Linked DNA regions of Drosophila melanogaster: region 2 is linked to region 1. The links are chromatin contacts, called in public Hi-C maps. All regions are on one chromosome and are shown on one strand. The core of a region is the stretch at or near the end of the contact, and the rest is flanking DNA. Distances in the headings are between cores, read along the strand shown.

Region 1 (4,342 bases), core at 1,237-3,736:
CTCCAGGAAATTTCTGAATTCTGTCAATGCTGCAGGTGTTTTGGTTTGCTGCTGCTCATTACATAGGTGCAGGCACTCAATCTCGAAGTCAGTTACTTGGGCGGATATCTGCCCTAGCTCGGAAACCAGTTTCGATCTATGAATTGGATGGCAAGGCAAATCAGAAAAGTTTCTGGCTGGGATTAGGCCACTTACATGCTGTCCTGCAGGCTACGGTAAACATCGTGGCACACCGAAAGAAGCGCAAATGTGGCAACTTGATTGGAACTGCAACAAAGTGGCAAATTAGCATTGTTTTCATTTATCAAATGAAGTTTTTACCCCGTGACCAGTCGATAACGTTGGCCCAATTCCCACAACCGATTCGCTTGGTTCGACAATTGAGGCGTCGTCGCAGACTTAAGGCATAGATAGCTCCTTATGGTGGTGGCCAAATGCTTTAACTGCTGCTCCAAACTGGTTTTGTAGTGCTCCAAGCGATCCTCTGACAATAGCATCGCAACAATGCAGTACAATTTAGGTAAATTGAGGGAATTTGTTATATTCTACGACCGTCATCGATAACACGAAAACTTATCGGCACATGGAGGAGCTGGCGATCGCCACCAGAACGATATTTATCGCACAAACGTTATATTTCTGCATTTTTGCTCAAAAATAATTATTTTTGCAAACTTATTATTAAAAATAAGCTTCTATTGAAATTTTCAATCGTACTATGCTCGACCATGGGAATTTTGTTCATATGAGCATTTTTAGCCAAGTTATGATGAAAATTCCGTTTGTAAATATCAACTTTTTGGCAAAATCCGTTTTTTCGAATTTCGGTCATCAAATAATCAGTTTTTTGGCCATAACTTTAAAAATAATTGTCTGAATATGGAATGTCATACCTCGTTGAGCTCGAAATTAAATTTCCAATCAAACTGTGTTCAAAAATGGTAATTCTATTTTTTTGAAATTTTTTGCAAATTTTGATGATGTTACCCCTTACAAAAAATGCGAAAATTGACTTAAAAATTAATTTCCCTAAAAACTTCAAAAAGTTATAGGGATCGTTAGTACTGGTAATTAGCTGCTCAAAACAGTTATTCTTACATCTATATGAGCATTTTTGGCCAAGTTATGATGAAAATTCCGTTTGTAAATATAAACTTTTTGGCTAAATCCGTTTTTCCGAATTTCGGTCATCAAATAATCAGTTTTTTGGCCATAACTTTAAAAATAATTGTCTGAATATGGAATGTCATACCTCGTTGAGCTCGTAATTAAATTTCCAATCAAACTGTGTTCAAAAATGGAAATTCTATTTTTTTGAAATTTTTTGCCAATTTTGACCCAAAAATTAATTTCCCCAAAACTTTGTTAGCACTAATAATTAGCTGTTCGAGCTACAGAGGTGATCAAAAGTATTTACACAACGTGCTTTTTTTTAATTGTCAAAAACCTACAAACATCAAACACAAAACACATCCAAATACAGTCAGCGACATGAACCGCATGCTGCCGATTAAGATGTGTAAAAATCTCAATTCAAGATTGCAATAAAGCGCATATTTAGTTCAACTGATCGATGTTTTTATTCTTTGCGATGGCTCATACAATATTTTGTTTTGTGTGTTTTCAGTGTATTTGTTACAACATTCGGTGTCTTCAGTGTGCGTTTCTGTGTAATAAGTGTTACTTCTAGTCCACTTTCAAATTCTGCTTTCTTTTAGTATTTTCACTGTAAGTAGTGTTAATTTCTGTGTTATCATATTCAAAGGAGAGTGCGTAAACTGGCAAAACTAATTGTAAATCGCAATAGATAACGTTAGGTGGCTGTGTTTAACGATTTAATCCGCTTGTGTTACCATTAATAAGTCCAGTGTCGTGGCATCGGAATTGGGTCGCCGAATGTTTCTTATCCGGCAGTTATAAATCATCGTGTTCATGAGTAGTAAGAAATCTAGTCCAACACGTGGCGAATCATGATCAATGTCCTTTCCTGGCTTAGATTCCTCGGATTCGGGCGAGGAATCAAGCCTTGTGCACTGTTGCTGTAACAATGTGTATGCGCTTTGGGGGGACTGTACTTTTACAGTCTAGTGTCGTGACATTTGCAGCTGGATGATCCTCCGGAATTGGGCCGCCGTCTGGTGCTCATCCGGCAGTTATGGAGCATCGTGTTCATGAGTTGTGAGTATTATTGTCGAATCATTATCAAAGTCGTTTCCTGGTTTGGATTCCTCGGATTTGGTTGAGGAACCAAGCCATGTGCCGACATTTCGTCGGCAATGTAGCTGTAACGATGTGTACGCGCTTTGAGGTGACTGTACTTTTAGTGTATTTCCTTCATACTCACTTTTTTTAAGTGTAAAAATTTTGCTACATTTTTGTAACTTGAGAAAATGCGACTAGCTTGTAGCCCGACTCGAAGGCAAATGAAATTTCTCTAGCCTGAACGACGAAATACAACTTTTGTTCAAAAAAGAAAAATGACAGTTAATTTCTCGGCCAACTAGATGTAGTTTTTCATATTACGGGTTATTTCTTGTTAAATTCATCTAGTCACCTTTGAAAATGGATTTTACATTTAGGTATACAGTACCCAAACACAATTTTATTTGGCATGACTGCGAAAAGGAGACGCCAGTCACAATGTAAGAACATTCAATATGATCCATTGAGAATGTGAGAAGTTATCCTTTATTTAGATGTATTTATTGCAATAGAAATGATTTAATTGTAGGAATTTTAAGCTTCTTAATACAGATTGCGGCTGAAGAAGAAATCAAGCGGTTAAGAACCGCCCAACAGGTGTCTGGGTATCTGATGGTCGGAGTAGACACCGGCAAAGCGGATCACCCAACCGATACCATCGTAGTTGACGGTCTTGTGAAAGCGGACGAGCACCTGGCTGCGCCGGCTCTTGTAGTACTTTGGGTTATCCTCGCCACAGAAGCGTCTCATTTCGCGCTCCTCACCGGTTGCGTCCTGTTCCAGGATTTGCAGGTAGTCCGTGTGACAGGTGGTCTTCGAGCCCAGATTGAAGACTAAACAAAGAATGGTTAATTATTAAATGCCATCGTTGTACAATTGCTTTCAACTCACCTTCAAATGTAAGGAACACAACATTGTTGCTCGGCACGCGGACAATCCACTGACACTCTGAGTTATTGCGCACATTGTTCGGATAGAAGGGATTTGAGAATATGCCCTCGGTATTGTAGAATTGACCACCGCAACCAGGACCCTTCTCCACCGGACTGGCCAAATAGGTGAGATCCAGCGAGGTCAAGTACGAGCCAGTCTTCATCTGTAGCCGCAGTTCATTCGCATTGCTGAACAGGCTCTTGCCCATGTCCACAAAGGAGCAGACGCGCTGCAGCGATCGATTCGTCCTGTCGAACACCTCCAAATTCTCCATTTCGCAGTCGTAGGTGCCGAATATCAATTCGGTGTAGTACAAACTTAAGGTGTAATTTGGTGGCGCCCGAATAATGATGTTACAATCGGCCGACTGTGATAAATGCACTCTGCCCTGCAGTCCATCGTAGTGGCGCTCTCGGTTGGAGTTCAGAGCGACCTGTAACTGAAATCCACCATGCTGCTCCAATCCCTTTGACCGGAACTTCAGATACACCTCGCTGGACCGGCCATAATAGATGTCCGGCTTCACATTGCCGCAGTACACATGCTCCGTGGCAAAGCCGAAACCGTTCTTACTGGAGGTCTGGCCATTGAATACCAGGTCGGTGCCCAATCCCTGCTCCAACAGCGGTGCATCCTAGATAGGAGAAAAGTTGAGATTAATTAAATTAAAGATACAAATTTAAAAAAAACATTTTTCAATTCACCTCACTATTGTAGATTTTCAAATAGTCATCCACGCAGCTACCATTTTGATTCGGTCCGTGGAGATCAAAGTTGACGAACTGCACCCTCAGCAGGGAATCGCCCTTAATTTTCCAGAAGCACGACACTCCATTGGGATAATTGCCACCTGGCGTCCTTGCCGGAGAATTAATGGTGACCTCCTTGGTGCCATCCGCACTCAACGTAATCTCTGAACTGCCGCATAGTCGGGGAATAGCATTGATGGTCACCTGGAAACCCGTATCCGTCACCTTATTATCGGTGACAAAGCGCATATAGAGCGTATGCCTGGTTGTTCTCAAGGTGGGCGGTTGATTCTGGCCACAAAAACGTCCGATAATGTCGGCAAAGGTTCCGCCACCATCGCGCAACTCCACATAATCACTGCGGCATCCGTCCGTGTCTTGGACATGGAAATTACTGAACTCCACGCTTATCTGCTGATCAGGATTCACCCGGAATACTATTTGACAGTCCAAATCGT
Region 2 (4,342 bases), core at 1,118-3,617, 660 kb after region 1:
ATCAGATTGGTGGGAAATCAAGTAATATCCAAGAAATGGTTGGCTAACCTGCACTCTGCCACTAATCGTGATTATGATCTTGTCGCGGTCTATTATGGTTTGTTAATTGATCCATGCATGGAATGCATCTGTTGAGAAACTACATACATACATACATAAATATCTATATTAGTGCATCTGCAATCTCGAAACAAGTTTGGCTCAAATCTTCAGTTCAATATAACTTTTAACTTATATACATAAATATTTAAAACGATATATTTGAGTTTTGCTAGTATATATTTGTTCGTTCTATTCAAAGTTTATTTCACATCAAAAGTACATGTAGTGGTATCCTTTCTCGTGGCATCCATCTACTTCTGCTTCAACCATCCACCATAGGACTGCACCAGTGGAGCATCGTAGATGGGGGCCTGTCCAACGCGCACCACCGAGGGCACCACTGGAACGGACTCGACCACATTGACACGGCGAACCACCGGCACACGGCGGACCACAGGCACACTGCGCACCACCGGAACGGAGCGAATAACGGGCACGGAACGGACCACCGGAACGGAGGACACCGGCGAGTAGATGACACTGCACTGGGCGAGGGCCATGCAGGCGGCGATCAGGAAGGCGGCGATGAAGAACTGCAGGGATGTTAAGAATCGGAAATGGTCAGTTAAAAGCAAACACAAAATTGAGGATAGTTTAGATTAGAGGATCTAGCAAAAAGGAACTAAAAATGTCCACATATTTTATTGATATTATCTAACTATCTAAGTATCTAACTATGTAACTTTCTATGTATCTAACTATCTAAGTATCTTACTATCTTGCTATCTTGCTATCAAACGATTTAAGAATCTAACTATGTAACTACCTAACCTTCTAAGTATCTTGCAATCTAACAATCTATAAGATTTTTATATACATCTATAATATATTTATACTAAATTAACATTTGTTATACATTTTAAATGCACCTTTTGTGCACGTTCATAAAAAGTGTATAATTTATTTATTGCAACATTAAAATGTAAACAATTTAGGTGATTTTCAAATTAAAAGCCATTTTTATGGGCAACACATTAAAAAAATTTCAGACTGCAGACGATAAAAAAAACCAGAACACAATTAAGATCACTTTTTCTTCACAAATTTTGCTGATGCACACTGTTTTTTTTTTTTATTATTACTGTTTTTATAATTCAACATTCTACTTATTTTCACATAAAAAAAAAAACTTGAAACCTTGAACTTGTATTTGTATTTGTTTCGTTATCGTACATTCACAATTTGGTCAGCTATCCTTTGTTTCGTATCCTTGCGACCTTCAACTCACCTTCATGTTTCCAAACTTTGTTCTTTTTGAGTAAGTTGTGCTTGGAGGACTGGACAATTTGTGCTGATCTGTCGCCGGTTACGATGATCTTATATACCCGTAGTGTCAAGAATCTGAAAAGTGGAGCAATAAAACTGGCCAAAAAGAACGTATACGGATGCAAATTTTGTGCGGGGTTCGTTTAATTGTTTAGATATTGATTTTGGGATGCCATTATCATTGATATTTGCCAGATTTACCAGAGACGATCGAACAATGCGTGCCGAAGTCATAACTTATTTGAGACGCCTTTCAAATCGCCAAAACAATGAGGACGTTGTTCCTTTTGCGACAGGTGATCATCTCACCTGGCGAATTTCCGCACCTTTGATGAATTCTTGTGCAAATTGCTTCATTGCTTCATAAACTTTGTGCTGGGTTTACTGTCTTCGTTTTTTTTTTGGCTTTTTCTATTTTTGGCTAAACTCAATTTATGAGCCCATTGTCCACGCCCATTATGATTTTCGGTTCACCGAAAATAATGCAAATTTATGCAAATTTCAGTGAAGCTTCCTCAACACAAATAGCGCAAAAACACAAAAATTGTTTGCTTTTGGTTTTCTCATACAAAATATTTTGGCAATGTGAAAAGTAACATTATTAGTTTTTAATTATGCTATAATCTTTTACACAACTAATCTCTCTTTAATTTCGCTGTTTAATTGCCCTAATGCTTTTGAGCGAATTTCTTTTGATGTTCGAGAGTCTTTTGGTAGTTTACCTTTTTTGTTTAATAAACATTTATGTAAATCTATTGTTTAAGGCCACTTTCTCCCAGAAAAATAAATATCATACGAAAAATGGAAAACAATGAAGGGCTTTTGTTTAAGTTTCATTCATAGATAATTAGATGCAAAGCATATTATTAATATATTTAAATGTGTTTAAATTTTATAACTGTTATAAATTTGCTTAGCATTAATCAACACTTGCAATATCGATTGTCGATAGGCGCCGATAGTCCCGCCCAAGTACTAAAAAACACAGCTGTTTACATCGCTCCATCTCGCTCGCTCGCTTTTCGCTGTGGATTTCTATTTTTTTTTTTTATTGTATTAAACAAATCGCAAAAATAGGTCTTTAATGGCGGTGTAATCGAATCGTAGTTGTAAACAAAAACAAATAAAAGGGGCGGGAAGTGCGAGACAACATAAACATTTGGGGAACTTCGCATTTTGCAACATGAGAGCGGTCAATTAGCAAGTCAACAACAACAACAACAACATGGCGCACCTGCACCTAAATTCTTCATGTTGACGTCAACAAAGTGAAATCCGATCAAGAAATCGTAGCGATCGCAGAGAAGGGACCGCCATACGGATTATCGGGTGAATAGGAAGCATCGAGGAGGAGGAGGATTACCACGATCCCCAGGATCATCAGGAGCAGCAGAGTCCCCAGGATCCCTAGAGTCCTTGGACTCCTCACCACACCAGGATGTACTCCGAGTGGGCCTCGCTGTCTGCCCAAATCACAGCCAACAGCTGCGGCGCCCAGTGCTTCAGTGTGCTCAACAAATTCCCCGCCTCCGCCGGACGCGAAGTGGTCGTCTCCGTGGTCAAGCAGCTGGGCACCAATCTGGGCATCACGCAGAATGCAGAGCCCAGTCACCTGGTCAAAGACGAAGAGGTGGGTCATCGTAGCTGTCCCACACGGGATGGTTTACTATAAAGCAGGCTACTCGTGTAGAAAGCTGTAAAGATAATTGTTAGATAAATGTTTTATTACAATTACTTCTATATTATATACTATAGTCAATACTATATATTATATGGTCAGGAAGGGATTTTAGATTTCAGGAAATCTGCTTATTTTTTATGAGAAGCAAAGTAGTATCCTTAAAATGCCTAAAACGAAATAGTATATCTTATATCAAATTGAATCTTAAACCGGAAGTTAAACTTTCTTCATACAATTTTCTTAACTTTAAGACTTGCAAAAACATTGCTTACACACATGTCCAACAAAGCATTAGTTTAATGAGTGAAATAATGTATTAGTAATGTTCTGGAAAAGCTTCCATTAAATCCATAAAATTGTGCATGTAATTGCCAAATGAATGAATGCAAACTCAATTTATATTACCTCAATCTGGAAACGAAATATAATTGTTGTTTGTTGGTTTAATGTAGAATTGCTATTTATAGAATGCTTGGAATGTTCTCATAGAAAAATACGAGTTTTCCTTGGAATGGAAAATGTTGAAACTTAGATAACTCAGATTACTTACAATAACTCGATTCGATTCTAGGTAAAATGGTGCATGGACGTGATCTGCTTCGGACTTTCGCTTCCTCTGCAGGAACACGAGACGATCAAGGATTGCGTGAATGTGTACTGCGAGTGGCTGACGGCGCTGCATCCGCAGCCCAGGATCAGTGTACCGAAGCCGATATGCGAGGATGCCAATCTCTATGCTCGCCAGATCATCAATCACTTTCACAATCTGTTTGTGCCGCGCCAGGGCGAAAGTAAGTAGATGACCACCAGGCCCATGGATTTTATGATTTATATATGCTGTCCCTTAACCCCGCTCTAAATTTCAAGTCTTGCCATTTCTATACCAAACCACGCTTGGTAGGTTGCTCATGCTCTTTACATATACACACGTACATAGGTTGCTCTTGGGAAAAATAATGTCTAAGCTGTGAAAATGCTATTAATTCTTTGACAATATTTGTCCTACGAGTAGAGGACTAGAATCCATTCGAATATTAAAGGCCACAACTAATACTTACACTTAATGGCTTTCAGGTGCAGATACAATTAAACGGCAGGCAGTGCTCTGCCATCGGGTGCTACGAACTCTGCAGCAAACTGCTCAGATATCGCAGCTAATGGATCGGCAGACGTGGGACACGCTGCTTCTCTTTCTGCTGGCTATCAATGAGATCCTGCTGGCGCCGCCCACCGTCAAGGACGATGTGGGCGATCAGCTGTGCGAGCGTGTGCTATCCGTGCTCTTCGAGGTCT

What was found. A called contact is a pair of places that touch in the nucleus more often than the background predicts.
Region 2: a contact with region 1 is called in a Hi-C map of the Kc167 cell line, with 1.8 times the contacts expected there. The contact joins the promoter of CG34408 here to the promoter of lncRNA:CR42767 in region 1. A contact is called at or near these places in 14 of 107 Hi-C or Micro-C datasets (the D17-c3 cell line, the Kc167 cell line, the OSC cell line and 6 more) and 1 of 6 datasets of contacts at active chromatin or transcription factors (the Kc167 cell line).

Annotation. Positions count from the first base shown.
Region 1 is chrX:9,555,980-9,560,321 of dm6, forward strand. It overlaps lncRNA:CR42767 (long non-coding RNA:CR42767), which reads right to left and starts at 2,487. Exons shown (of 2, transcript NR_037724.2): 1 at 2,345-2,487; 2 at 1,560-2,282. It overlaps Cubn (Cubilin), which reads right to left. Exons shown (of 15, transcript NM_167193.2): 13 at 3,840-4,342; 14 at 3,094-3,769; 15 at 2,686-3,035. The coding sequence ends at 2,782. CG15317 reads right to left here and starts at 565. Exons shown (of 3, transcript NM_132341.3): 1 at 322-565; 2 at 196-267; 3 at 1-136. The coding sequence starts at 497.
Region 2 is chrX:10,217,743-10,222,084 of dm6, forward strand. CG34408 reads left to right here and starts at 2,368. Exons shown (of 15, transcript NM_001298146.1): 1 at 2,368-2,998; 2 at 3,621-3,840; 3 at 4,124-4,342. The coding sequence starts at 2,807. It overlaps CG15308, which reads right to left and starts at 1,397. Exons shown (of 2, transcript NM_144289.4): 1 at 1,331-1,397; 2 at 171-635. The coding sequence starts at 1,336. The coding sequence ends at 354. It also overlaps asRNA:CR45629.